6 separate regions of the Mus musculus genome follow, and all the other regions are linked to region 1. Evidence: chromatin contacts called from public Hi-C and promoter capture Hi-C data. All regions are on one chromosome and are shown on one strand. Each heading gives the region's core, a stretch centred on a gene start, on an enhancer-like site or on the middle of the called end of the contact. The rest is flanking DNA. Distances are from core to core; before and after follow the strand shown. Region 1 holds the start of Dipk2a (divergent protein kinase domain 2A). Region 2 holds the start of Nck1 (non-catalytic region of tyrosine kinase adaptor protein 1). Region 3 holds the start of Armc8 (armadillo repeat containing 8). Region 4 holds the start of Cdv3 (carnitine deficiency-associated gene expressed in ventricle 3). Region 5 holds the start of Msl2 (MSL complex subunit 2). Region 6 holds the start of Syncrip (synaptotagmin binding, cytoplasmic RNA interacting protein).

The links. Promoter capture Hi-C pulls out the DNA fragments that hold promoters and counts their contacts. A called contact is a pair of places that touch in the nucleus more often than the background predicts.
Region 2: a contact with region 1 is called in a promoter capture Hi-C map of erythroid cells, with 19 times the contacts expected there. The contact joins the promoter of Nck1 here to the promoter of Dipk2a in region 1. A contact is called at or near these places in 2 of 39 promoter capture datasets (erythroid cells and pre-B cells).
Region 3: a contact with region 1 is called in a promoter capture Hi-C map of erythroid cells, with 17 times the contacts expected there. The contact joins the promoter of Armc8 here to the promoter of Dipk2a in region 1. A contact is called at or near these places in 1 of 39 promoter capture datasets (erythroid cells) and 1 of 484 Hi-C or Micro-C datasets (CD4 T cells).
Region 4: a contact with region 1 is called in a promoter capture Hi-C map of erythroid cells, with 6 times the contacts expected there. The contact joins the promoter of Cdv3 here to the promoter of Dipk2a in region 1. A contact is called at or near these places in 1 of 39 promoter capture datasets (erythroid cells) and 1 of 484 Hi-C or Micro-C datasets (CD4 T cells).
Region 5: a promoter capture Hi-C map of erythroid cells shows a contact between it and region 1, with 12 times the contacts expected there. The contact joins the promoter of Msl2 here to the promoter of Dipk2a in region 1.
Region 6: a Hi-C map of uterus shows a contact between it and region 1, with 12 times the contacts expected there. The contact joins the promoter of Syncrip here to the promoter of Dipk2a in region 1.

The regions. Positions count from the first base shown.
Region 1 is chr9:94,535,099-94,539,450 of GRCm38.p6, forward strand. Dipk2a (divergent protein kinase domain 2A) reads right to left here and starts at 2,983. Exons shown (of 3, transcript NM_001033145.2): 1 at 2,121-2,983. The coding sequence starts at 2,777.
Region 2 is chr9:100,544,812-100,549,072 of GRCm38.p6, forward strand. It overlaps Nck1 (non-catalytic region of tyrosine kinase adaptor protein 1), which reads right to left and starts at 1,323. Exons shown (of 4, transcript NM_010878.3): 1 at 1,184-1,323. Gm46139 (synapsin-1-like) reads left to right here. Exons shown (of 2, transcript XM_017313741.1): 2 at 646-4,261. The coding sequence ends at 1,293.
Region 3 is chr9:99,567,017-99,571,244 of GRCm38.p6, forward strand. It overlaps Armc8 (armadillo repeat containing 8), which reads right to left and starts at 1,883. Exons shown (of 22, transcript NM_028768.3): 1 at 1,586-1,883. The coding sequence starts at 1,630.
Region 4 is chr9:103,364,096-103,368,302 of GRCm38.p6, forward strand. Cdv3 (carnitine deficiency-associated gene expressed in ventricle 3) reads right to left here and starts at 1,685. Exons shown (of 5, transcript NM_175565.3): 1 at 959-1,685. The coding sequence starts at 1,273.
Region 5 is chr9:101,073,411-101,077,475 of GRCm38.p6, forward strand. It overlaps Msl2 (MSL complex subunit 2), which reads left to right and starts at 1,352. Exons shown (of 2, transcript NM_001100451.2): 1 at 1,352-2,010. The coding sequence starts at 1,869.
Region 6 is chr9:88,480,437-88,484,581 of GRCm38.p6, forward strand. Syncrip (synaptotagmin binding, cytoplasmic RNA interacting protein) reads right to left here and starts at 1,961. Exons shown (of 11, transcript NM_019666.2): 1 at 1,620-1,961; 2 at 170-329. The coding sequence starts at 317.

The DNA of each region.
Region 1 (4,352 bases), core at 1,733-4,232:
CTTTATAGAAACTGTACCACTAAATGTACAGTTTGCATAGCTAACAAGTAACATACATGATGATCTGATTTACCATACAAAAACAGTATTCTTGATTACAAATCTGGATATACTTTTAACTTACTGATTCACAATCACACCACACATACTTTCAAAATCACTACCAAAGATCAAGTGTTTTTGTAAGGGAAGCATCTACTCAGGAGAATTTTAGGTTAAGCTCCACCTCCTCGGGTTAAGGAAAAAAAAAAAAAAAAAAAAGGCACTGTTCCACTGGTAGTAAAAACTCCAAAGTGTGTCTTTAACAAGTATGTAGCATAATGAAGCATCAGGACTACCCCTGGGAGCTGGGCTGACTAAACTACTGATGCAATTTATGAATGCCTCAATCTAGTAGACATTTTCTCACATTTATCCTGTACTCTACGCAATCATCCACTCAGAAAAATTTAGGCATTAGGCTTCAAATAAAGTGAGAAAAATGTAAAGTCACAACACATTTGACTATCTCAACTGCACAACAGGCTGAAAACGCCAGGAGTGTGAAGACATAAAAACTCCCGGTAAGAGACAGCTTTGTGGTGTGGAAATTACCAGTTTCTCAAGTTCAGATGCCTATGTTTTTAAAGAAGAAAACACAATGTTTAATCTTAATATTAGTTGTTCCTAATGCATCCATACCTAGAATCAACCCTATAAAAATCGCTCAATAGGCACTCAGTATTTAAAATGCAAAAACTGTATATACCTTAAGTTCAGTGCTAAATTTTGGGACCTCAGAGATTTTTGACTATCGACTACAGTCAATTACACTACTAAGTGCTGTCAGTACCTGCTAACATAAATACAGCTTGGAGAGGTGGGGGCTTGTGGGAGTGGGTGGGGGGGGTCATACTTAGAGACTCGCTAATCTAAACTAATGAATAGAATAATCCTGCAAAGTAAGCTTAACTGAATTTACACTGATCAGAGATAAAACAGTACTTATTAAACCATCTGAACTTTAAAATTAACCTATCACATATATCTTAACAGCAACTTGAAATTTTATTAAGGCTCACATTAGAACTTCAGCTGATCAAATACTCGTGTTAAGGATGCTTGGCTGAACTAATCAAGGCTGATTTCTCTTGACTAAGACGCAGAAAACTTGAAAGAAAAAAAAAGCCACCAATAGAGTACATTCCTATTCATACTTTAATCAACAACAGAAACAAGGTCCAAACCCTCTAGCCATTAGTGACATTCTTAGCGGAGAAAGGGCGTGAACTATACAATCAATTACTTGTGGTTAATTTAAACTCACTTTCCCTAGCACTTGACGTTTAGAACTGGTAACTTTTCTTGCAGCCAAGAGAGATCACACACCTACTGGACAATCGCTGCCCAAGGGCACAGCACTTTAGCGGGGGGGGGGGGGGTGTTTGAAACAAATTACTCCAAAAATAAACCGGATTCCTTTCTCTTATCTATTTTCTTCTTGCCGCCACCAGTAAAACGATTCCATTCTATCCTCCTAAAAGGCACGTTTATTTTCGAAATGAAGTCAAGAAAAAGCAAATAAGTCAGTTGGGCTAGAGGCCAAAACCCTTTTCCTTAGATCCTAGCTCCAACCTAAAAAAAAAAAAAAAAAACACTTTAATTCCTTCCTTAACCGGATTACCATATGACTAGGGCAGGCCACAGCATCAGGATGCAAAAGTCCGTCTTGGCCTTTAGCCTTCCCAGCCCAAATCTAACTCTTTCCCCCATTTCCTAGCTTCTAATTCCACGCAAAGCACGAGTCACGAATTAGCTCCCTTCACTTTACCACCACCCCACTCTCTGATCTCATCTTTCCCACCTGGTCCCAGAACTAGCTGATTGACTAACAGGGAGATGATCTAAGAAATAAAACAAAGACAGACTCGGGGAAGTTAGGCTAGCCAGGCGGGACAGCAAAGGACGTGTGCCCAGGGTGCCCAAGTCCTCGGAAAGAGGTACAAGGGCTCGCTATCGCACTGACACTGGCATCCAGACTGGGACGAGCGGGAGGGCGGAAGGAAACTCGCGAAGAGGCATTTTGGGAGAGTTGGGGACGCACTCCCTCTGGCGTCGAAGAGCCCCGCGCCCGCGCCTACCTGTAGCACCAGCGGCTCGGGGTTGAAGGCCAGGGTGAGCAGCAGCTGCATGCGCTCGGAGTCCTTGAGGTTACGCAGCAGGAAACTGCCCGAGTCCTTGGTCTCCGCGTAGCGGCGCACCAGGCGGTCCAGCAGGCGCTGCGAGGGGCAGTGCACCAGGTCCGACCAACCCTCCACCGCCTCCGGCGTGAGCAGCCGCACGTCGCCGTTGAGACGCGCGAACTCGGTGCGGGGCATGGCCTGGAGCAGGTCGCAGCGCGGCCGGCCGGTGGCCCGCTTGCAGATGCTCTGGTCGAGCTGCGCCAGCTCGCGCTGCGAACCCAGGCGCTTGAGCACCACGCGCCGGCGGCCGCCCTCGCGGGGCTCGCCGTACTGCGCGAAGTACACGTTCTTCACGTTGAGGAAGTCCAGCAGGCGCAGGCGGCCCCACGTCTCGAAGCCCACCTGGCCGTTGAGGAAACGGCGGCACCAGCTCGTGCCGAAGCACGCCGGGCACTTATTGAGCTGCAGGAAGCGCCGGTCGGCGAGCTCGTTGCGCTGCCAGGAGGCGAGCAGCGACGGCGAGTGCAGCAGCATCAGCACCAACAGGCTGCCGAGCGCCGCCAGCTTCAGTGCACGGGACAGGCGGCCCAGCTTCAGGGGCACCAGGCGCCACATCCCGCCCGCGCGCGGCAGCGGCCGGGGCCGGGGCGGGCGAGCGCACCCCGCCGGGCCGCCCCACGGCGCCGAGGCCCGCGGCGCAGACGGAGGGCGGCAGCGAAGGAACCCGAGGACGGGCTGCGCCGGCCGAGCGCGGCGACTTCCCGATCGGCTGTCTCCACAACTCCCGGTGCCCTCCTCCGAGCTCCCCGCCCTCCGACTCCGCGGGCGCCGCCTCCTTGCCCGCCAAGTTATAGAGGCGCGGGGAGGGGGGGGGGGAGGAGGGAGCGCGGGAGCCGCGGTCGCGCGCACGCGCACTCCCGCCCGGGACGCTTGAGCTGCGCCTTGCTGGGTCCCGGGCGAGCAGCGCGCGCGGGGGCGAGTGAGGAGTCCCGGACGCCTCACACTCGAGAAGCTACGGTGCGAGGAGGGGAGGAGAGGATGCGGCGGGGCCCCCACGCGCGGGCACGCCCGAGAGCGAGGGGCGGGGCCGGGGGCGGGGCGAGCGCGCCCCCGGGAAGCGTCAGCGCGAGCTCGCGGGGAGGCGGTGGAGAGGGTGGGTGGAGGGCGCGCCCGGGAGGGCGGAGCTCGCCAGCTCCGCCACCGGAGACCTTCAGTAACGGCTACTCTGGGGTGACTGTCGGGCTACACAGGCGCCCCGGAGGCCTTTGTGGGAAGGTCATTGGAAGGGAGAGGGCGGAGGCAAGCGGGAGCAGAGAGGCCCATCCTGGGAGCGGGAGGAGGTGGGGCCGAAGCCTGGGGGCGGGGCTGGAGTGGGGCCGGGCCAGGTCCTGGGGGCGGGGCCTGGCCGCCCGCTCCGGGCCTTATATGGTGTGGCGCGCGCTTGTTCTTTTGACTGGCGGGACCTCTGGGTCGCGCGCTTTGTGCCGCCGTAGGGCCTGCGGGCAGACAGTGGGCCAGCGGTTAGGGACCGGAATGCCGCTGCAGGGCTGGCGATGTATCTGCGGAGGCTGAGTTACGGTTTCGCTGAGTGAGCACTGGCGGGATGAGGTCCTTCCTCACCGGCGCCGCCCGCCGGGTCCCCGAGGAGCCCGGTTCCCCCATGCTTCACAGGCTGGGCCCAGGCCTGCCTTGCGGCCAGGACGCGTTGCTGTGGCGATGACCCCAGGGAGCCAGGCCGTCAGGTGCCGCACCTGTGCGGTCTAACCAGCTCCTAACAGCAGACTGCGGAAATAACCTGGCCTAACGCGCGTGGGGTTAAGTTTTAGAAGGTCTGGGATCTTCAGCAGTAACTTCAAAATATGTTCTATTAGAATACTTTTTTTTTCTTTAACTTTTAGCACTCCTGTGATTGTTGGTCGAGTGGATAGCTAGCTAATTCCTGGTCGCTGTTAAATATACTTTTACTGCGCTGATTTTTAGAGGTCAAACAGGAAAATCATAGTAAGTAGTAACGGGTATGCAAAGAGTAACTACTGAGACAGTGAGACTTATCTATACAAGATCGTGAATCACTTTCCCGAATTTTCTGTATTTGATTGTAGCATGAGGACTCGCTTCTGGAAGAATACGGGTAAGGTCAACGTTTTGTGTTTGGTGATGTAGGAGTTCAGTCTTTGGAAGAAATTTTCA
Region 2 (4,261 bases), core at 73-2,572, 6.0 Mb after region 1:
CTAAACAATTTAAAATGCTTGCTGGGGAGGCAAATCTTTTCAAACATAATGCTCATACATACAGCGGAGACATCAACACAATGTACGCTTTAGTTACTCTAGCCAATTCCTACAGAAGTTTTCCCAGAGAAAGCACCACATGTGGCCACGATGAAAAAAAAGTACTAATCAACCAACGCATACGCTTTGACTTAACTATCACGATGTGAAGAGAATATCTATTTAAAAACAAGACTGAAAATGATCAATCAAAACTTTCTCCTTGGACTATTTCTCTGTTCATGTTGTGACGTCGCTAAAGGCTGAAAGCACACAATTGATTTCCAGGTGCTTAAGAAACCGTTAAGGCTGATTGATCATCATCAAGCTACCAAAGCTTTTGAAAATGGAACGCTTCTTGCAAAACTTGACCCGTTTTTTTGGCCGAACCCTGGATTCTCACTGCTCCCCACCCAAGATGGGGTCAGGAAGTTTTCTTCATCTCGTTCTTTCCTAACTCCTGTGAATTCTTTCCTAACTAAGGGCAGTATTTTTCTTCGGGTGACTTCAGCTCGGCTCGACGTTAACCGGTCATGTTACGGTCCTCAACCCTGAACAAAAAACCAGCTTCCTTCCAACCCAGCTGTTAACACTGAACCGACCTAGCACGGAAACCCGTACGACAACAGTACGAAACCAACCCAGAGGACTGCTTTTCCTGGACCAACCCCACCTCAACAGCCCCCGGACACCCACATCTCTCCTGCTCCGGAACGGGAGGGGGAGGGGAGGGCGCGCCCCGAGGATGTCCCCCCTCTCGGCTTCCTCAGGCTGGCGGCTGGAGGTGAGAGCGCCCTTCCTGCCAGCCTACCGTCCCGGCCTCGGACACCGACACAGACCGCCGACAGGGCTTTCTGCGGAGAACCGCCGAGGCAGCGCGCCGCACACTTGCCTGCCCGCCTCCCCGACCGGCGCTCGCAGCTCAGGCCAGAGGCCGCGGGGTCACCGGGCTGCACCGCGGACACCCGAGCTCCGCCGAGCGGCCTCCCCGCCCCCTCCGCTCCGCTCCGCCGCCAGCAGACGGCGCCCCCGGGCCAACTTCGCCGGGGAAAGAGGAAGCGACTAGAGACTAGCAGGCAGAGCGGACCGACCGGGAGACCGAAAGGACTGTGCGTGTGTCCGCACGCGAGCGAGGCCGTCTCACCTTCCCTCCGCCGAGCCCTCGGCTCCAGTCACCTGAGGACCGCACCGGGACGCCACCGCGGCTGCCCGGATGCCGTTACCGCACGAGGCCTGTGCTGCGCCGCCGCGTAGCTCTCGGAGAGGGGCGGGGCGCGCGCAACCGGTGGGCGGACCGTTGCGGGCAGGAAACCCGCTCCACGCCCAATCTAATAGGCTCCATCGCCTCCTGCGCCCGCCCCTGACGCTTCAGCGGAATGCGCCGCTCCGGGATTGGGCGAGCGGGCTTGTCAATCAAGCGCGGGCCCTGAGTGGTCCCTGAGCTGAGACTGCGCGGCCTTTGGACAGAAGGTGAGGAGCGCCGGGCCCCACCGCCCTGTTCTCCCCTAGCCTCCTCGGTGGCTGCTTACTTTCCGCCTCTCCCACTGCTACTAAAACCTGTCATTCATTTTAAATCGCTCATTAATGTCGAACAGCGGTCCCGAGTTCAACCCAGACTACTCTGGTGCCTGCATCTGAAAGGGCCGACCAGCTGCAGATCTTAGGGACAGGGAGCGACAAAGAAAATGAAGCCTCGGGGGAAAAATGTAAGATGTTTGTTAATGAAAACCACAACCAAAATAAGCTTTGCGAGCAACTTCCGAGTGCCCTGGCGCGTGGGTAGCCTTCATTCCCGGCTTCCAGTCCTGTGAAAAGGACAGTTACTTCTGCCCTAGGGGTGAGTATGGCAGTGGCACAGTCCCAGCCACCTGCCAAGGAAGGCATCAATAAATCGGCTCTCCTTCCTAACTTGCCTTACAGCGACTCATAACCTGCCTCACTATTTCCCAATCACCTTTGTTGCTTAGTGTGGGTGTGGCACCTAAAAGAAACATTCTAGGTTAGGTAATTTTATGGAAACACGAGTTTTTGCCTCCAGCGTAGCTGCACCCATATACCTAGATTGCAAAGTCTATTAAAAGAACTGTTTCACCCACGCCCACCTCGTGCCTAGCACATCATCCTCAACAATCGAGGAATTAATACAGCTTCCTTTCATCTTTTAAAAATTCATTTTTATTCTTTGTGTGTTCGAGTGTTTGGTGTACTTGTGTTATACTTGTGTATAATTTTGCTGCCCATGGAGGTCAAATGAGGGTATAGGATCTTCTGGAACTGGAGTTACAGATGGTTTTGAACCACCCTGTGGGTGCTGGGAATCAAACTCAGGCCCCTTGGAAGACCAGCGCTCTTAATCACTGAATCTCAGCCCCTTCCTTTAGCTATACTACAAGCCCTACCTGTAAATCCTAAAAAGTTGTTTTCTGCTTTTAACTTAATTGCATGTTAATAAATACATGGGTGGCCTGCCCTAGGTAAAATACAAGTTACCTGTAGCCCCTTTTAATCCTGAGTTTAGTTGAGAAAAGTAGAACATAAAACTGGGGAAAGGATACTCTGCCTATTGTTAGTATCAAAAGTAAGTAATGCAAATTATATATTTAAAAACATACATACCGAAGAGAAGGGGGTGATGCATGCAGAAGCAGGTGGATCGAGGCCAGCCTGGTCTACAGATTGAGTGTGAGTTCCAGGACAGCCAGGGCTACCCAGAGAAACCCTGTCTCAAAAAACAAAAAGACAAATATATATATATATATATATATATGCAGAGACAGGTTCAAGTTCTGCAAGTTCAAGGCCACCCTGGTTTATGTAGCAAATCCTAGGACAGTCAAGGCTACATAGAGAGATGCTATCTCAAAAGCAAAAACATACAGGCAGCTGACCCCCATTAACTCCAAAGGAGGATATTTGGGGTAATAAAGGAAATAAGAATCCTCCATATCTTAAGACCTTTCCCAGTAAGCTATTGACAGCTTATATAGTTAGAATGACCTAGTTTAGTGTCCCTATCATACAGTAATGTTTAGGAGGAAGAAAATCCTACCTATCTGCTATCAAGAAGTTATCACAGACTTGATATTGAAGTGTAAACATTAGTGGGCCCTACTAAATAAACTTAACTTCTGGATTTAGTATAGTTATGCTGTTATAGGAAAGAGTCTACCTTGTATGGAAGGTGCTAAAATAGGCACTGCAGATCTTGAGTCCACACCAGTGTCAGATATTGAGATTTAAACCAACCTGTATTATTTCTGTGCTAACCATATCAACAGTTGTATGTAGGGACAGATGGGCATTAAGCCACAATGAGAGGGAAATGTGTAGTAAGACTATTTGAGCAAAAAGAAGGGCTTGGGAGGGAGTTACCAAGTCTAAAGACATTAAGCAATTATAGTAATGTTGATGGAGCAGACAGTGGCTAGATTTGAAGCAATGTGTTAGGAAAGCTGAGGTCCTTAGAGTTTATCCTACAAGAAATGAGAAAGAGTTGTTTCACTAAAGAGTTGTTTTTCAGTACTTTTTCAGTAGATCATTCTGATGTTTTCTAGCTCTTGTTTCTACTGAGAAGCAAGTAGCAATTCAAAAAAAAAAAAAAACCAACTTTCTTTTATGTGTGATGGGTTTTGCTTACATGCAGTTCCCTCAGAGACCAGAAGAGGGCACCAAATTCTGGAACTGAAATACCAGACAGTTGTTAGTTGCGAGTGGGTGCTAGGAACCCAACTCGTCTTCTAAAGACCACAGTGACAGGAGCTGAACTATGACCCTGAAAGGACATTGTACAGCATAAAAATTTTTTAAAAAGGATAAAACTGTAGGCATAATGTTTTTATACACTGTGTTAATCAAATGCTGATTTCTCTGCCCTCATACCTTGTTTCAGTCCAGACACAGCATTGTAATGCTTATACCAAGAATCTCCTGTCTCAGGTTTGTGTGTAAAACAGTTCTTATTCTGTGCCTTGTCAATAAATGCTGATCACCCAGTGGCTGGGTAGAAAAGACAGTCGCACCCACCAGCCAGAGGAAGGAGAGAGGGAGAGAGGGAGATTCAGATCAGCAGCAGGATGGAGGAAGTGGAGCCATGAAGAAGGGGTCTGAAGAGCTGGGTCATTATCACGGGATGGGGCTGGGAGGTAGCCACATTAGCGCAGAAGTTTAGGATAGATCACTTAACTATGGGTAATGAGGCGTAGTTTTAAATAAATCTTGATTT
Region 3 (4,228 bases), core at 633-3,132, 5.0 Mb after region 1:
TACAAAAGGCAAAGAAACCACACGTGAGGCCAGAGCAATATTTTGGAACAGCATTTTTCAAGCGTGCTCAAAGGTCTGGGATTGATCACCTATGTGTGTGTATGTGCACTCGCACACGTCTTTTCAGGTGAACTATAGGATAAGTGCAACCTAAATGGCACAATCAGAAAGAAACTGAGCAGTTACGATACATTCTTTTCTCCTTTTAATGCAAAGAGAGAAGTCATCGGTTTATTCTCCCACTAAACATTCATGGACAATATAAAGTGAAATAATGAGCTAATGTGATCAGTAATTGGACAGAAAGTACTTCTCCAGTTGCAGTTTAAGTAAACAGTTTAGTAAGACGGATCTGGGGCTAGATTTGTTGACCGTCTTCCAAAATTGCATTTTGCACTGTAGAGTGACTTCTGTCTTTTTGGGTAGCCAGCATGGCTCTAACCAGCCCTGACTGGAGTGATGTACCTAGTGCCTTTGAACACAAAAGTGTGTTTGTGTGAGAGTCAGGGAAGAGGAAAGAAACCGGTTGGAGTTGCAAGACTATAGGGAATCTGACAAGCCATCTATAATCCAACTGCCATCTCGGTAAGTCTCCACAGGTCTAAAAGATGATTCTTTGCCCGCCTATTTCTTTACTTCCAACAACAACTGAATCATTGGTAGGCTCTATTTGGAGTCCAACTGCTAAAATCTGTGGTCAAACCTCCCAGAGTTATCTCCCAACAACACTCATTCTTGTTCATTTCATTCCTGGTCCTGTTTTTTGTTTTTGTTTGTTTGTTTAAAGGACATTATAGCGGAAGGCGAAAGTCGCCTTCTTTGCTTTTTGTTGTTTCTTTTTAATTTAAGAAAAAAAAAACCCTGATATTTCTTCTAGGTATATCAATACGTTCCCTTCTTTCAAATACTGGGGGAACCTATTCTTTTTCATTCCGACTTTTTGGTCCCTCCTAAAATGTTTTGCTCTCCCTAAAGAAAAATCAAACACCGGACATTAGAAACATAGTTTCTCTAGTCTCGGAGCCCGGACCTCAACAGCAGAGCACAGCAAAGCGGTTTAAATAACCATACACAATAGCGCGAGTTGCAGCTGATGTGAAAACCTCCATTGCCAAGAAGCAAGCGGTGTTGGCAGGTGCCCTGGTGGTAGGGACTTGACAGAAGACGCACAGCCCTGGTCTGGCAGCTCTGTGCTGTGGCAGCTTAAGAGTTCGCACCTCTTCTAGCCACAGCCCTGGAGAGCGAAGTGGACTCTAGGTTCCAGGCCTGTCCTGAACCCTCGCAGGCAGCGAGCTCCGTCCCGAGAAGCAACAGCGCAGGGAGGAAGACGGGAGAAGGCTCGGCCAAACCCAAGCCGCGCCCATGGGCCGGCTGCCTGGAGCCCGACCTCCCCGCCGGCCGAACGGCCGCCGTCCTGGGAACCCGCACCGGTGGGAGCTCTCGAGTAGGAGACGCCTCCGACTCGGCCCGGGTCGCGTGCATCCCAGCTGAGGCCACCGCAGTGGGTGGTGCTCGGGAGGCTCAGGGCGCCGGGGTAATGCTGTGGGCAGGACCGGGGTTGCCCCGCGCCGGGCGGGTCACTCACCGAGAGGACGCTCATGCGGATTGGGGTCTCCAACAGGCACGCCATCTTGAGCCTTCCCACCCGGCTGCTGCCGGCGCCGGCGCGCGGCCGGCACTTTCGACAGCCACCTATGTGACCTGCAGCCGGAGCCTCTGTAGAAAGCCCAGGCAAGCTGCCCAGAACAGACCGCGCCCCAGGCGTCGCTCGAGCACCGAAGGGGCTGGGCAGAAGGGCGAGGGATTGGGAAACCGCGCCGGACCCCGGCTTACGAATCGTCCTCTCAGAAACAGCAGCTACTCTCGGCTGGGGTCAGAGGTGGGCGCGGGCAGCGGCCTCCGCATGCGCAGAAGCCTGCCTGCCCCACCTTCCGCGGGTGGGGGGCGGAGCCTCACCCTGGCTCGACGAGCTGTCCGCACTCTTAAATTTCAGTTTACAGGTTTTCTTTCCTAACCGCTAGTAGGTGGAGTTACTATCTACGGAGTCTGAAGTTCACTTTCACATTCATTATCTCACTCTACACCATTCCCTAGTTTCAGTATTCTCTCCCTCTTAAAGCTGGAGAAACTGGTCTCAAAACTAGGTCTTCTGCCTGCAATGAAAATCGCCTCACGCTTCAACAGTTAACTATGACCTGCTTTATTTAGCGTTGCGTGCCCGACCCACTTACTCTGGTATATTGGTAAGAACGGGTTCTCCACAGCCAGGACGCCTGGATTTAATCCTAGCTGCTTTTCGTTAGTGCCAATATTTTGGAAAGGTTCTTAGCCTCTTTATATTTATTTCACTTCTCCCGACTGTAAAATAAGGACTAATGAGAATAAATGGCCCAATAAACAACAACAACAACAACAAAAATGCCTGGAATGTGGAAAGCCTTACGTTGTCTGTGTGTTAGAATTATTTCCAGCCTTTAGGTCAAATGGGGGATGGAGAATTAAACTATGTGAATGTTTCCTACTAAAATATTCTGAAAGTAAAGCCATCCCTAATTCAGGTTGTTACCTCAACTCCACTCACCTCCCAGTGCTCTTTAAGTAAAAGCATATCTCTCCCATTGTTTCTCATTTCCTCCTGTACTTTAATGTCTACATTTATTGTATCACTTATCACCCTTGCTTATAAGTCTCTTACAAAGTGTTGCACTTCTGAAAGCCTGGAAGTTTAAGAGAACCCTGGTGCTGTAGCGGTATATCCTAAGCTCTGTAACTACAGTCTTTCCCACTCTTTACACAGGAATTATTACTCATTCAGTAATTTTATTTAAAGCCAGATTGAGCCCATTTAAGATTGTTAGCCTTGTCCTAAATCAAGTCTGTGAAATCAAATGTGTTGTATTCTTTTTTATTCTAGTACATATTACCATTCATAAATACATTTAAATGTTCATCTGTCCACCCATGTAACACCTAAAATCACGTCCTAGTATGCCTGCTACAACCAGGCAAATTGTAATTGTATATAGCACACAAAAGCATTGACAATTGTACAATAGTCTCTATATGTGTGAGCTATACCTCACCCAGAAACTCGGGCAATACATCTTCTAGGAAACCCCTCCCTCGAGGAAGAACTAGGTGACTCTCCCAACTCCATATATTTTCTTTAAAATGATTTTTCATTTATTTATTTATTGTGTGTGTGTGTGTGTGTGTGTGTGTATGTGGATTCACACATGTCCTGGCCAGAGGACAGCTTAGGAAGCAGGTTCTCTCGTTTCATCTTAGAGGTCCAAGGATCAGAGTCAAATCATCAGATTTAGTGGCAAGAGGTTTTACATTTTGAAACATCTCCCCAGCCTGCATCATGATTCCTTAATTTCAGGCATCAGTATGTTCCTGTAACATAATATCTCTAACAATATATTGCTTTATATATGTGTGTTTGTGTATGTGTGTGTGTTGATTATAGAGGTTTGGGAAAAGTAACTTTATACTAGTCATTTCAGGGAGACTACAAAAATTTTATCATCTTGGTTTTTTTTTTATCTTAATGCCTACCATAGGCATGTATTAAATGTTTGTTGAATAACCACTTTTTGCTTTGTTTCAGCCTGGGACAAGATAGAAGTATAGGCAGGTTATTTGGGAAGTACTTCCAGGGAACATAATTGGTGAATCTAAAAGGAGGGGGGTGGAACAAAATCTATATAAGAGTTTGCTATTGAGATCATTCTATATTCTTCAAGGGCCTCTGAGAAATAAATAGAACATCATGCTGGATTATCCATCTTGAGGCTGGAACATGTGTCCACCATTTTATTAGTTGAGGATTTCCCTTTGGCAATTAACTTTCTGTCTTTCTGACTGCCTCTCTCTGTGCCCATCCCGGTCTGTGTGTGTGTGTGTGTGAGAGAGAGAGAGAGAGAGAGAGAGAGAGAGAGAGAGAGAGAAAGAGAGAAAGAGTCCTCAACATCCCAGCTGGGATGATCTATTACAAGCTGGCACAGAATAATGCCTAGATGTCAAATGCTTGGCTCAGAGGACAATTTACTCACAACACTCTTAACACTTGTTAACTGTTTCTATTTACTCATGGACCAGCCTTGTGAGACACTTCTGCACTGTCTTGAGCACTTCTTGAGCCCTCTCTCCCCTCTATAAGGGAAGGTCAGTGGGCACACTTTTGTTGAGGGTCTGCTGTGGGTAACTAAAGCTATGATAGTTG
Region 4 (4,207 bases), core at 435-2,934, 8.8 Mb after region 1:
CAGACTAAAAGGCATCAAGGGCCAACGGGATTCCCCAAACTGGTAAAGGTACCCGCGAAACATCGAATTAATTAATTAGAGATCTTGGTAAACAGATTCCAGACTCGGAAAAATTCCATCAGTGGTCGCCAGGATTCTTGAGTCGGTCTAAGAATCGGCGGCAGTCAACACCGAGAACCAGAGAGTCTAACTCTCCAGGCCCACGTGGTGGGAAGAGAGAATTTACCCCGGCCTCTAACCTCTCCGCACACGTACACAGGAGTGCGCGCACACAAATAAGCAAATAAATGTGATCTTTAAAAAAAACAAAAAACAACAACAACAACAACAACAAAAAAAAAACAAAATTGCAGACAGTGACACAGACCTTTAATCCCAGTACTCCAGAGACAGAGGCCGGAGGCTCTTTGTGAACTGGAGGCCAACCAGAGCTACACCGTGAGACCTTGTCTCAAAAATTGGGGCTAGTGGCCGGACGGTAAAGTTTAGCCCGTTCCTGCAAGATCCGGAGACGTGCCTAATTCCCAAACGCCCTCTCTGCCGCCGCTTTTACTTAAACCCAAGCCCAGGGCGAGCTGAGCGGCGGAGAGAAGGCGACAGAAATTCCACAACTCAATTCCCAGCCCTGCGTGGCCGTGGTTGGGAGAGTAAGCCACGCTGGCCCGGGCGGCACAGAGGAGCCTCGGAACACCTTAAGAACATGAAATCCGGCCCCAGCGGGGCTCAAGCGGGACCACGAGGACTCGGGCACACGTCACCCGGGGACCGGCCCAACCCCCGTGGCCCAGAGGGCGCGGCGCGCAGAGGGCCGCGGACGGGGGCGGCCAGACGAGCCCCGGGGGCCGAGGACCGCGAGCCCGCCCGCCCGCCGGGCCGACGTGCGAAGCCCGAGTCACGTGGCCTCCCGGGCCGGCGGGGGCGGGCACATGCGGCCGGCCGCCGGCCTCCCGACCCTCACCTTCGTTATGGCCTTGCCGGCGGGGCCCGCGCTCCCGCCGTCTCCGGACCTCGAGCTCCCGCCGTCTCCGGACCTAGCACCAGAGCCCGAGCTCCCGCCGTCGCCCGACCTGGAGCCGGAGCCCAAGCTCCCGCCGTCGCCCGACCTGGCACCGGAGCCCAGGCTCCCGCCATCGCCCGGCCTGGAGCCCGCCGCCGCGCTGCTCCCGCCCGCGCCGCTCGCCGCGTTGGCCGCGCGACTGCTCCGTTCCTTCTTCTTCTTCTTGTCCCTCTTGGCGAAGAAGTTGTCCAGGCTCCGCTCCTCGGTCTCGGCCATGGCCGCGGTCCGGATGGGTGGGGCCGGCGGAGGGCGCGGCGCTCGCGGCTCCGAGCTCTGGGTCAAGGCCGGCTGTGCGCTCAGGCTGCAGGGTGCGGCGTCGCCTCAGCCCCGCGGGGTCGCCGAGGCGCGGGCGGCAGGGCGGCCGGCTCCCCCCGTGCTCTGGTGGTACGTTCCTCGCTGGGAACCGCGAGCGTGGAGCAGGGTCGCGCCCGCCCCGCTGCCTGAGGGACAAGGAAGGCGCGCACCGGCGAGCGCTCGGCTAACGACGGCGCGTGCGGGAGGAAGACGCGCGGGCCTGAGGAGGGGGAGAGGGGACGGGGAGGGGAGGGAGGGGAGGAGGGAGGGCGGGCCACCAGCAGAGAGAGGCAGCGCCGCGCCTGCGCGCTCGGTTCCGCCCGCCGCTGTGGGCGCGCCGAGGGGGGCGGGCGGCGGGATGAGAAGGGGGCGGGTCTTCCGGGAGAGCCAATCAGATGCCCGGACGGAGCGCTTAGGTGACAATCCGTTCCTTCTACGGGGCGGTGCCCTGTATGGGGGCGGGGAGAAAGCGGGTGTAGGCAAAGAGAGTGACGTCCCTAGTGACTCCTGCCTCCGATTGGCCAGGGAATTTGCCTTGAGGGCGGGCATTTAGAGGGTTGGTGACTTGGCTGAAGAAGACCAGCCGGAGGGGGCGGGTGTGCCTTGGTTGCGCGCATGCGCAGGGTACACGTGCGTCTGCTCGCCAGGACTGTGGCCTGGTAGGCGTTTGAACTTTCAGGAAAAGGAAAGAGACCATGTTAAGCCAGCTATGTTCAAGCTTGGTCCTCCTGCCCTGCTTTTCTGTACTCGCACCCTCTCTGGTCGGGCACCTATTACTTTTCTTCTGAATGGAATGCTTTTGATGAGGAGCGCTGGATTAGTATTCGTGGTTCCATTTACGGAAGGATCTTAAATAAGCCAGTGCATGAAAGGAAGGGAACTGATTTTGACTAGCTGTGTCTACCAGGGTCAGGCTAAATAAATCTGACCCTCTAACGCTAGCTCTTGTGAGATGGAGAATGGCTGGGAATGTGATTTTGGTGGTAGCGTGCGACAGGCGCATGTCAGCGCAGAGTCTGTCCACAGAATCACAAAAAGAAAACACACAAAACCCCTCCTTTTCCTGGGTCTTCACCCTATTGGCACATACTATGTGAATACTTGATCCCCGAAACATCTGCAGCCCAGAAAGCTTTTTGTTTGCTTGGGGGAGATTGCTTTGTTTTGGGACCGGGTCTCACCTACCCCAGGCTGCTTTGAACGCCATACATAGAAAAGATAATGTGTTTCTGACCTTCCAGCCTCCACCATCCCAAGTGCTGAGAATTCAGGCATGCACTTTTGTGCCTATGTTAGCGATACTAGGGGTTTCCATTCTTGCTAGAGAGGCTCTCTACCAGCTAAAGAATGAATGACCCAATACAGATGTTGGAGTTTCCTTGTTTTTAGTTACACAATTGCACCTAGAATTGCTCCTGCTCTGACTTGAGTTTGAGTGATTGCTACAGTTTAACTTTGGCTCCTATGCTGGATCTTAGGACAGAGAAGGGGATAAAAAATATCCTTGTTTCCACCTGACTTGACTTTGGGGCCTTGGAGAATCAAATGTGTGTTTCTCTATGAGACGTGTGGTCTGGGTATGCATTAAACTTCTGCTTCCTCTAAAGGGTAGAGGAGAAAGCTGTGACAACCACTGAGGAAATGGCTAAGTCCTATGTCTGTAGCCTTGGGGGAAAGATAGGACCCAGCTAGTAAATGGAGGGATGTCTTTCCACACCTGTTCCCTCCTGTCTTTCCTTACAAGTCCTTCCCTAGTTGTGGCTATTGAAGACCTACATTCTGAACATATCGATGGATAAATGAAGGCTCTATGGCTGTAGCCAACAATAAGAAGACCTTTCTTTTGTTTTGTTTTTTGAGACAGGTTTCACTATGTAGTCCTGGCTGCCTTGGAACTGGCTCTGAAGACGGAGATGACCTCAAACTCAGAGATTCACCTGCCTGGGCCTCCTAAGTGCTGAAATTGAAGGTGTGCGCCACCACACCTGGCTAATAAGCAGACATATTTGTTCTCTTCCCCCAGCCCAGGATGGTTCCTAGGTGACTTCCTTTTGTGACACCACATATCTTCCTGTGGTATTGTCCAAGTTCAGCACTGCCCAGTGCCACCAGCTTTGCTTAACATCTCTTAGCAAACTTTCTTTTTACCTTCCTTGTCTTCTTTCCTCTTTCCTTCTTTTTCTGCCCTTTCCTGCTCCCCACCCCCCTCATTTTAAGACAGTGTCTAAAGTATCCTAAATTAACCTTGAACACAGAGCCAAGGATGGTCTTGAATCTCCACTTCCAATTCTCTCTCTCTTTCTCCTTTCTCTCTCATTTTGTTTCTGTTTCCTTTCATTTGTTTTTAGGATAGAGTCACCCTGTGTAGCCCTGTCTGGCCTTGAACTCAGAGATCTTCCTGCCTTTGCCTCCCTCTGCTGAGGTTAAATCCCACCACTGTCTACAAAGCTGTTTCCTGTATCCTGCAACTATTTTATCAGTTGAACACCCCACCCATTTTTCTCCTTTCCAAAAAGATGTATTTATCTTTATTTTATGTGCATGCATCAGTACATGGATGTGACTGTACATCTGAACCCCTAAGCCTGGATTTACTGTGAGCCACTTGATATGGGAGCGGGGAGCTGAACACAAGCCTCTGGCAGAGCGGTAAGTACTTCTCATCACCGAGTCCTCTCTCCAGCTGGCTCTCTCTCTTCCTTAAACAAGGTCTTCCTGTGTAGCCCAGGAGGGCCGAGTGATAGATAACACTCCTGTCTCTGTCTCCAAAAGTGTTGAGGTTCTAGGCCTACACTGCCAAACGTGGTTTGCTGTTGTTTCTCATTGCTGGTGGTCTAGGTGAATGCAGGTGTGGTA
Region 5 (4,065 bases), core at 102-2,601, 6.5 Mb after region 1:
ACAAGGGCAGGCTCGCTGGGGACCTAGAGGAGTGGCTTTCAAACTTGTGGGCCAGCGCCTAGTCCACGGCCCGCCACGCGCTAGGTTCCGGGAGGAGGCCGGCGAGGCCGGGGCTGGGCTGCCATCCTCCCACTGGGGTCAACTCCGGTCCCCGAACACCCTCCCCCCACCTCCGCCCCACGGCGCGACGCGGGCAGCCCACGCGAGGGGAGACCGTGCCCGCTACCCCAATTCACCACAACCCACACGCCTGGGAGACCGGATTGGAGAGCACGTGGGGGAGGGGCGGAGAGCGCGTCCGGCTCGAAACCGAGCATGCTCCGTGCACGGAACCGTAAGTGGCGAGCCAGACATGCGCAGTGAGCTCGGGGTGTGCTGGCGGCGGGGCAGGGCGGGGCTGGCGTGAGCGGGCTAATGTGTTTATCCGGTTTTCTGGGTGGGCGGTCAAAGCGCACGCGTAAGGGCGAAAGGCGGTAGGGTCGGGGTGGGTGTGTTGGGGGGGTTTGTGCATGCGCAGTGAAGCCGGCAGCGCGGGGAGGGTGTGGAGGGGGCTTTTAGAGGAGAAGCAGGGGAAAAGGGAAGCGGAGGGAGAGGAAGGGCGGGGGGTGGGGGTGGGGAGGGGGGGTGAGAGCGCGCTGTGCGCATGCGTACAAGGGCTAGCGACGACGGCGGCGGGGGAGGCTCGGGGATGACAGTGTCTTTGCCCGTTGGGGTAACGGTCGTCGTTACCGGCCGGGCCTGAGGCGCCGCACCATCTACTGCGGCCGGAGTAGCCCCGGCCCAACGGAGCTAGAGCGGCGCGAGAAGAAGCGTGAGGGCGGCCAGGCGCGAGGGAGGGGCCTGCAGCGGGCCTGGTCGTGCGCGCTGGGTGGCGGCGGCGGCGGCCTGGCGGGGTGAGCTCGCTTAAACCGCGGCTGGGCAGGCAGGCGGCGGCGGCGGCGGCGGCGGCGGCGGCGCAGCACCGTGGCAGTCGCGCTTGGAGGAGTCGTCCGTGCCGTGCCGAAAAGATGGCCGGGCTGTGAGGGGGCGGCGCTTGCGCTGGTGACCCCAAGTGTGCGGCTGAGAAGCGGAGGGGCGCCGCCGTCGCCGCCTGCCTGCCTGCCTGCCTGCCTGCCTGCCGGGCCTGCTCCCCGCCCCCTCCCGCCGCCGGGCCCCGCGCGCACTTCCTCCCGGGCCTCCCTTTCGGGCGGGGGCCTCCCTCCCGCCCGCCTGCCGCGCCAGGCGCAGCGTGGGCCCCGCGTCCGGCATGGCGAGAACGGCAGCGGCGCGCTCCCGCCGCAGTAGCAGCAGCAGCAGTAGCAGCCACAGCAGCAACAGCAACCTCCGCCGCCGCGGCTGCTGGCACTAGACCCGGGAATCCGACGCCTGCGCCGTAGTCCCCACCGTCCCGCTGCCTCCGCGACGTCGCTGCGATGGAGTAAGGGCCCCGCCGTCGGAAGAGAAACGTGTGGACCGCTTGGACCCCACCGGGCCCGCTCCCGTGCGCGCCAGCTCCACCCGGAGGTGCCTCCGCGGCCGGACATGCTGCTCGAGCGCAGGCCGCCCGCCGAGCCGCGGGGCTAGAGCGAACCCGGAGCCCGTCCGGAGCACCCAGCCGCGGCCGTGTCGGACGAACTCGATCGCTGATTTCGCTTGTCTCTCTTTGGTCTGCAAGTCTCAGGGACAGAGGAGGGGCGCCGAGGCCCCCATGTGTGGGAGGATTGCTTCAGCTTCACAAACTTGCACGGATTTTGGTTGCTGCTTTGGCCAGGGGTTCTGCTCAGATTTCTTCCGAATTGTTTTAAATTCGCCATTGTTCCCTGGCTGCTTACAAACTTGGATCCGGAATTTCTTTTCAACCGGGAGCCATTGGTGTCGAAGTGTCTGCAATGAACCCGGTGAATGCTACTGCTCTCTACATTTCCGCGAGCCGCCTAGTGCTCAACTACGACCCCGGAGACCCCAAGGCGTTTACAGAGATTAACAGGCTCTTGCCTTACTTCCGACAGTCCCTCTCGTGCTGTGTTTGCGGTGAGACGCTTCTTTATTGTTCCCCTTTCCCTGCTTGTTTTCTAAAGTTCCTTTGGCAGTAGTAACGTGAACGGTTGGCCGGCCGGTAGTTCGTCTTAAGGGGTGGTACTGTGCAGTAGTACACGGTCGTTAGTTTTGAAAGTCGCCCAGGGACTTTTGCCCGGCGTTTCAGAAAGGCCGAGAGCCTTTTTCAGCCACCTTTGTACGGAGGCTTTAACGTTCAAAATGGTTTTATTTCGCTTTGACACATCTTTCTGGTGTTTTATTTTTTTAAAATACATTTTAAAAAATTCTTCGACGGCTTCACACGTATAGCGGTGATGTCTTAAATGGGGTTGAAATGCCAGCGGCATGCTGCCTTCTTTTTAAAACCTCTGCTGCGGGAACTGATTGAATACCATTGTCATTAAATGTGGTCAAACATTGTTAAGAAATATGCACTGCACTCGTGTTTTGCAGAGGGTGGATGGTATAATCTTGATGCACCTCCAGCCAGAGACCTCAGTGCCCCAGGTTCTACAACAGATGGTTTGAAGGTTAGCACTGACCTAATGAAGCTGATGGTACTTTTTAGTTGGTGAGATCTTTTTACAGACTAGATTTTCTGTAGTTTTAATGTCAGGTGGCCTGGCAGAGTCGCATTGTTTATTTACTTGCTTATTTAAGACAGGTTCCTACTATGTAGCTTAGGCGGACTTCGAACTAGTGGTCTTAGTGTCTCAGTCTCTTGAATGCCGGTATTTCAGGCATGCACAGCCATGTCCCGTTTCAGAGGATTATTTTAAGATTTTTTTCAAAGGGTATTAGCCCCTGTCGGTTACAATACTTAATCAATCGTAAGAGATGAGTGAAAATATTGTCTAACTGGAAAGTGTTTAAAGGGTGATGACTCGTGTTAACTGGGCACAAATAGTATTTGACACTCAGAAAACCAGAACGATTATCCTCTGTCCCTCTTGAGATGGTATAAGTCCTCCGCCTATTAGAAAACGAGACGTTTAATAGAAATGAGAGCAACAAGGAAGTACTGATGATGTTCTCCACTTACTGTGTTGGAGGCTTTGTTAACCCAGACTCTCTGTTCAGTCACAATTTAGACATTGAGGCCCTTGAAGTGGAGATAGTAATGGCTGAGCCATAGAAATGGTATTCAGGATTCATCCATCATTTTTGTATAGCTCAGGGCCGGACTCTGAGGGGTGCCAAAAGGGTGGAGATTGGGTTTTTCCTGGTTAGGTACTTAATTTCGTAAGCGTTTAAGCAACCAAGTGATTAAGCACTTGCCTTGACGACTAACACACAGTACTTACAGGGAAGCAGTCGCTCAGAGCAGATGACTAAACCGCTGCCTTAGGCCTCAGCGTCTTGGTGTGTGAAGTGAGGGCTTTAGGGCTAGGTGCTGTTAGTTTGCTTTCAGTTTAGATAAAGCCAAGGGGAGTGGACTGAGAATTTGCTTGGTTTAATGGTATTCTCTCTTGCAGTCTCATTTTTAATTTTTTAGTGGCGCTGGTCATCAAAATCAGGGCCCTGCCTCTGAGTTCACTTACAGAGCGTGTAAGCTTGAGGCTCTGGTGTGGCCCAACTTCTCCCTGACATGCCTCCCCCTTTGTTTTTGAGGAGGATCAGTAGGTTTGTTGAAGTGGTAAAGTAGGGGACAGACAGGTCAGTAAGGTCATGGCCATATTATTCTGTAGACAGTTGTACTTAGTAAAGGCATTTTCAGCTAACACTTGAAAATATGTTAACCCTCTTTACCAGATGGGCAGGTCTTAGCTCTGCTAGAAAATGGTGATTGTGGACGGTGCTTGGAACTTGAAAACCTTTGCTTTTTGCATCGCTGAGTGGGCAGCCCAGGGCTTTCAAGGGCCAGATAAGCATCCTGCTCTACACTATATTCTATCTCTCTCTCTCTCTCTCTCTTTCTTTTATTTTTCCGAGACATGTCTCACTACATATACTAGGCTGACTTCAAACTGATGAAGATCCTGCCTCAGTCTTCTCAGTGCAAGGATTCTTGGTGTGTTCCACCACGCCAGGTGGGATTTTAAATTATTC
Region 6 (4,145 bases), core at 711-3,210, 6.1 Mb before region 1:
CTCTACACTTTAACCTCTAAGCTCAAACCTAAATTAACCAACTATCAGAACAAGGCAAAGCTCCAGTTCCCACGTTTATTGGAAACCACAAAAAGTTGCTATTTTAGCTCAAAGCCAGAAATCCAATAGAAAAATTTCATAATGTTATTTTGCAAGTGTTAGTTCTTACCTGCAACGTAAATTTCATCTAGTTTTTCAGCAACTTTCTGTGGTAAACCAGCATCAAGCAATGTCTGAAAATTTTCTGAATGGATAACTGCTGAAGTAGTATCCATGGGCTCTTCAGTACCATTTCCATTAACATGTTCTGTAGCCATGTTTCCAGAGATCTGTTCAAACGCAATAAGCAAAATTAAACTAGGATCTTCAAACAGAATAGAGGACAATGACAGTCCCAATCTTTACTTTCTCTACCACTTAACTACAACCAGCCAGCCTGAACCTCCCTTGAAAGAAACCTTAAAATCACTATCGCCTGACAAGCCAGATTTTGGAGCTCGGGTACAGAAGGACCGATTCACTAGATTCTTCCTGAGCACCACCCCTGACTTCACCTGCTAACACTCACTGAGAAAAACCTTATTACAAATGAAGCCCAATCAGCACAGCGACCGGCCCAGCCTGCCACATGCAGCAGTTCCAAAACGGAGAATAAGGTGTGTGAAGCAAGCAACGCTGGGCTTGTCTCTCTCCAAGGTAAACCAGAAAGTGCGCTTTTCCCGCCTGCCGCTTATAGATCAGTAACAACAGCCAGCGAAGAACAAAGCGCTCACACAAGCCACCTTCCCACCACCCAATTCCTCCACCCTTCACCCCCACACCCCAAAGCCCGCCCCCGACTCCGCACCCGGAGCGGCAGCCTCGCCACTGCGGCCGCCAGGAACCCATTAGAAACACGTGCTCTGCGCCTTCAAATGTCCTACAACTTCCTTCAACGGAAACCCACCGAGTACCGGGCCAAGACGGTCATCACCGCCTCCCAACATCAACCCGCAGTCGCGGTGCGAGCCCCCTGAACCGTGCAACCGCACCATCTCGCCCCTCAACACTGAGGCCGCCGCGGCGCCAGGCCACGGGCTTTCCCCGCCCCCCAGCGCTGCCGTCTCCGCCGTGACACATGGCTCTCCGCCCCGGGCGCTCCCGGGCGCCCGCGACCCCCAGCCTCCCGCACCCCTCGGTGCAGTGGCTGCGGCGCCGAGGCCGACAGCCCGCGCGGGGAGGGCGTTCCGCCGCCAAGCACACGCCCGCGGGAGCCGAGCACCGCCCAAGCCCGCCGGCCGGTCGCGGGACAGCACCCCGCGCCTCTCCGCCCACTCCCGCGCCGCCGGCCACGACAGCACCAAGTCCGCCGCTCGCGCTCCGCGCGGGCCATCGGGCTGTCGAGGCGCCTCCTCCCGGAGCGCCGCAGACAAAGCCCAGCCGCGGCTGCACATGGGGAGAGGAGGAAGTGGCGGCGCGGCCGCGGCCTACTCTCCGGCAGCCCCGGCCAACGTGCTCTTCTCTCCCCCTTGGAATCCATTTTCCAGAAAAGCCGGTTTCTCCCCGCGCCGCCCTCCCCCAAGCACCCTCCACAATGTCACGGAGCTCCCCTCCCGGACCCGGGGGCCCGCGGTCGTTACCTCCCCGCGGGGCTGGGGCCGAGGAATCCTGTCCGACCGGGTCGGCTGGCGGGGAACGCGTGCTCGCTGCTCCCTGTGTCCGGCGCGAGTGGAGCTGTTGTAAAATGGCGGCCGAAGCTCACGCCGCTGGCAGCAAACCCGATCCAGTTCCACTCGCCTCCGAGCGCGCTCCCGGTGCGCGCGCGCCCCCGCGTGACCCCCCTTCCCTCCCCTCCCTGGCGCGTCCGCTTCTCTCCCTCACTCCCTCAGCTCAGCCCCTGCCCTCCGACAGCTCCTCCTTCTCCCCTCGCCACCTCCGCCGGCCGCTAGCCGCCCTGTCCTCTCAGCCTTCGTCCTTCCTTCCCTGCACCTCCTCCCCCAGCTTCCCCACTCCCGTCCGCGGCCGCTCACACACGAGTGGCCGCCCTTCTTCCTCTCTGGCTCTCTCTGGCTTCACGCCCTCCCTCGCTAGCTCTCTCTCGGCCCCGTCCCCAGTCCCTGCCGAGTCGCTCTTTCTCTCTCCCGCGCTGACGTGACGACGCAGACGACGCCGCGGGACGCGCGCCCGCGAGCCCCGCCTCTCGCCCCGCCCCTAACTCCCGGTCGGGGGGGGGGGAGAGACCCCGCCCTTCCGCCGCGGCGACAGCGAGGGGCCGAGTGAATGAGAGACCCGCCCTCTGTGCGGACACTCCCTCTCGCTCCGCGGGCGGGGCCGCCGGCTCGGCGTGTCCCACTCGTTCTTTGTCAGGAGACAAGCATATCCCCACCCCGCCCTCCCCGCCCCCCACCGCCCCACCGCCGGCCTGGGCTCCGAGGGTGCCCGACGTTGGCTGCCCGCTCTGCCGGGGCTGGGGCTGTCGCCGCCGCGGCCGCCCCGCGCCCTGGGCGCTGGAGAAGCTGCAGGCGCACGTGTCCCCCGGGGCGGGGCGAGGCGAGGCAGACAATGGGGCTGCGGGGGAGGGGAGCTGCACGGGGAACGGCGGAGCTCGGGGCCACCCGGTGGCGGGGCTGGAGTTCGGGAGTCACCCCGGGGAGCCCCGGCTTCCGCTGCTAGACAATGGGGTATCCCGCGGCCCGGCGCGCGCCGTCCTCCGCTTCCACGAATACCCTGGGCGGAGGGAGGGGCGCCGCGGGTTTGCGAGGAAATCCCTGTGCCTCCGGCTCGGGGATGACAGGGAGGCCAGATTTGGAAGCTTAACCGACCCGGTGGTGTTGGATTGTGCAATATTCCGTTTCTGTCCCTGGCCTTTTAAGCAGTTAAGTGCTCCTCCTGGCACACTTTGAACAACTTGAAGCAGCACAAAGCTGCGTGATTAGGACTACTGTGAGGGAAATGTGTTTCTTTTCAAGCATCTTGGCAATTAAATGTTATGTGAAGTGACATTTCCTTTGTAACCATTTACTATGGACAAGAAAGACAAGACAAAGGCGTTTGTATCTCAGGCGATATGGATACTAATTTTATCCAGAGCGACTGTAATGAAAAATGGCATTATCCTCTTTGAAAAAAAAAACAAAAAACTACAATTAGAAAGCTACTTGTTCTTCCAAATGAGCTTTATGCTATGATAAGCCAGTAAGTAGTCCAAGGAAACTTAGATAAACACTCTTCAAAGTGCCTAGACACATAAAATTGAGCTTTTTTTCTGTTGACAGGTGGATCAAGTAGGAAATATTTCTGAAGTACTGCTATCCAAAACCTGCTTAATAAGGCTTTGCCTATCCACCGCCTACATCCCATACTACCAAACATATCCTTGCTATGGTATTTAATTAATTCAGCAAGATATTATAGTTAGTACCACAAAAGTCTGGATAATGATAGCATTGAAAAAACAACCAAAGTGGTAATAGAAAGACCGTAGGTTAAACAAGGTGGAGAAAGTTTGATACTTACAGTTCTTATTTAATGAGCCCTGAATAGAAAAGTGCCCCTCCCTAGGCAATGTCAAGAATTCTCGAATTGAAACCTCTCCTCTCCAACTCTGACCTAAATTCCTTTCATGTTTTAGACCCTTTTTTTCCCCTTGCATATTTTAAAAGATTTAATTATCTGTATGTGTGTGTCAGCATGTGAGTATGAGCATGTGAGTGCAGGTGCCCACAGAGGCAATGGATCCCACTGGAGCTGGAGTTACACGCAGTTAAGAACCAAACTTGGGTCCTCTTAAAAGAGCAGTAAGCCCCCTTAACTGCTGAGGCACGTCTCCAGCCCCCATACTTTTTTGGTTTTTTGGGTTTTTTTTGTTTTTTTTAAGGATTTCTGATAACTCCTGTGTTTCAAAAGAACCTGAGCACCAGATCCTTCCTTTAATGTGTAATCCCAGCAGGAGGAAGAGGCTAAATAGCAAGTGTCAGGGCAGCATGCTCTCTGAAAAACAAAACAGCCAACATGCACAGAGTTAGTTACCATTGACAATCATCTATTAGCATGGACAGTCATGCCTTAGCGTCCAACAGCATTAGTTGTAAAGGAATCATCTAGGACATCCTATTCTCCCACTGACACATCAGCTAATCCAATCCTGTGGGTTATCTCCTCTCCCA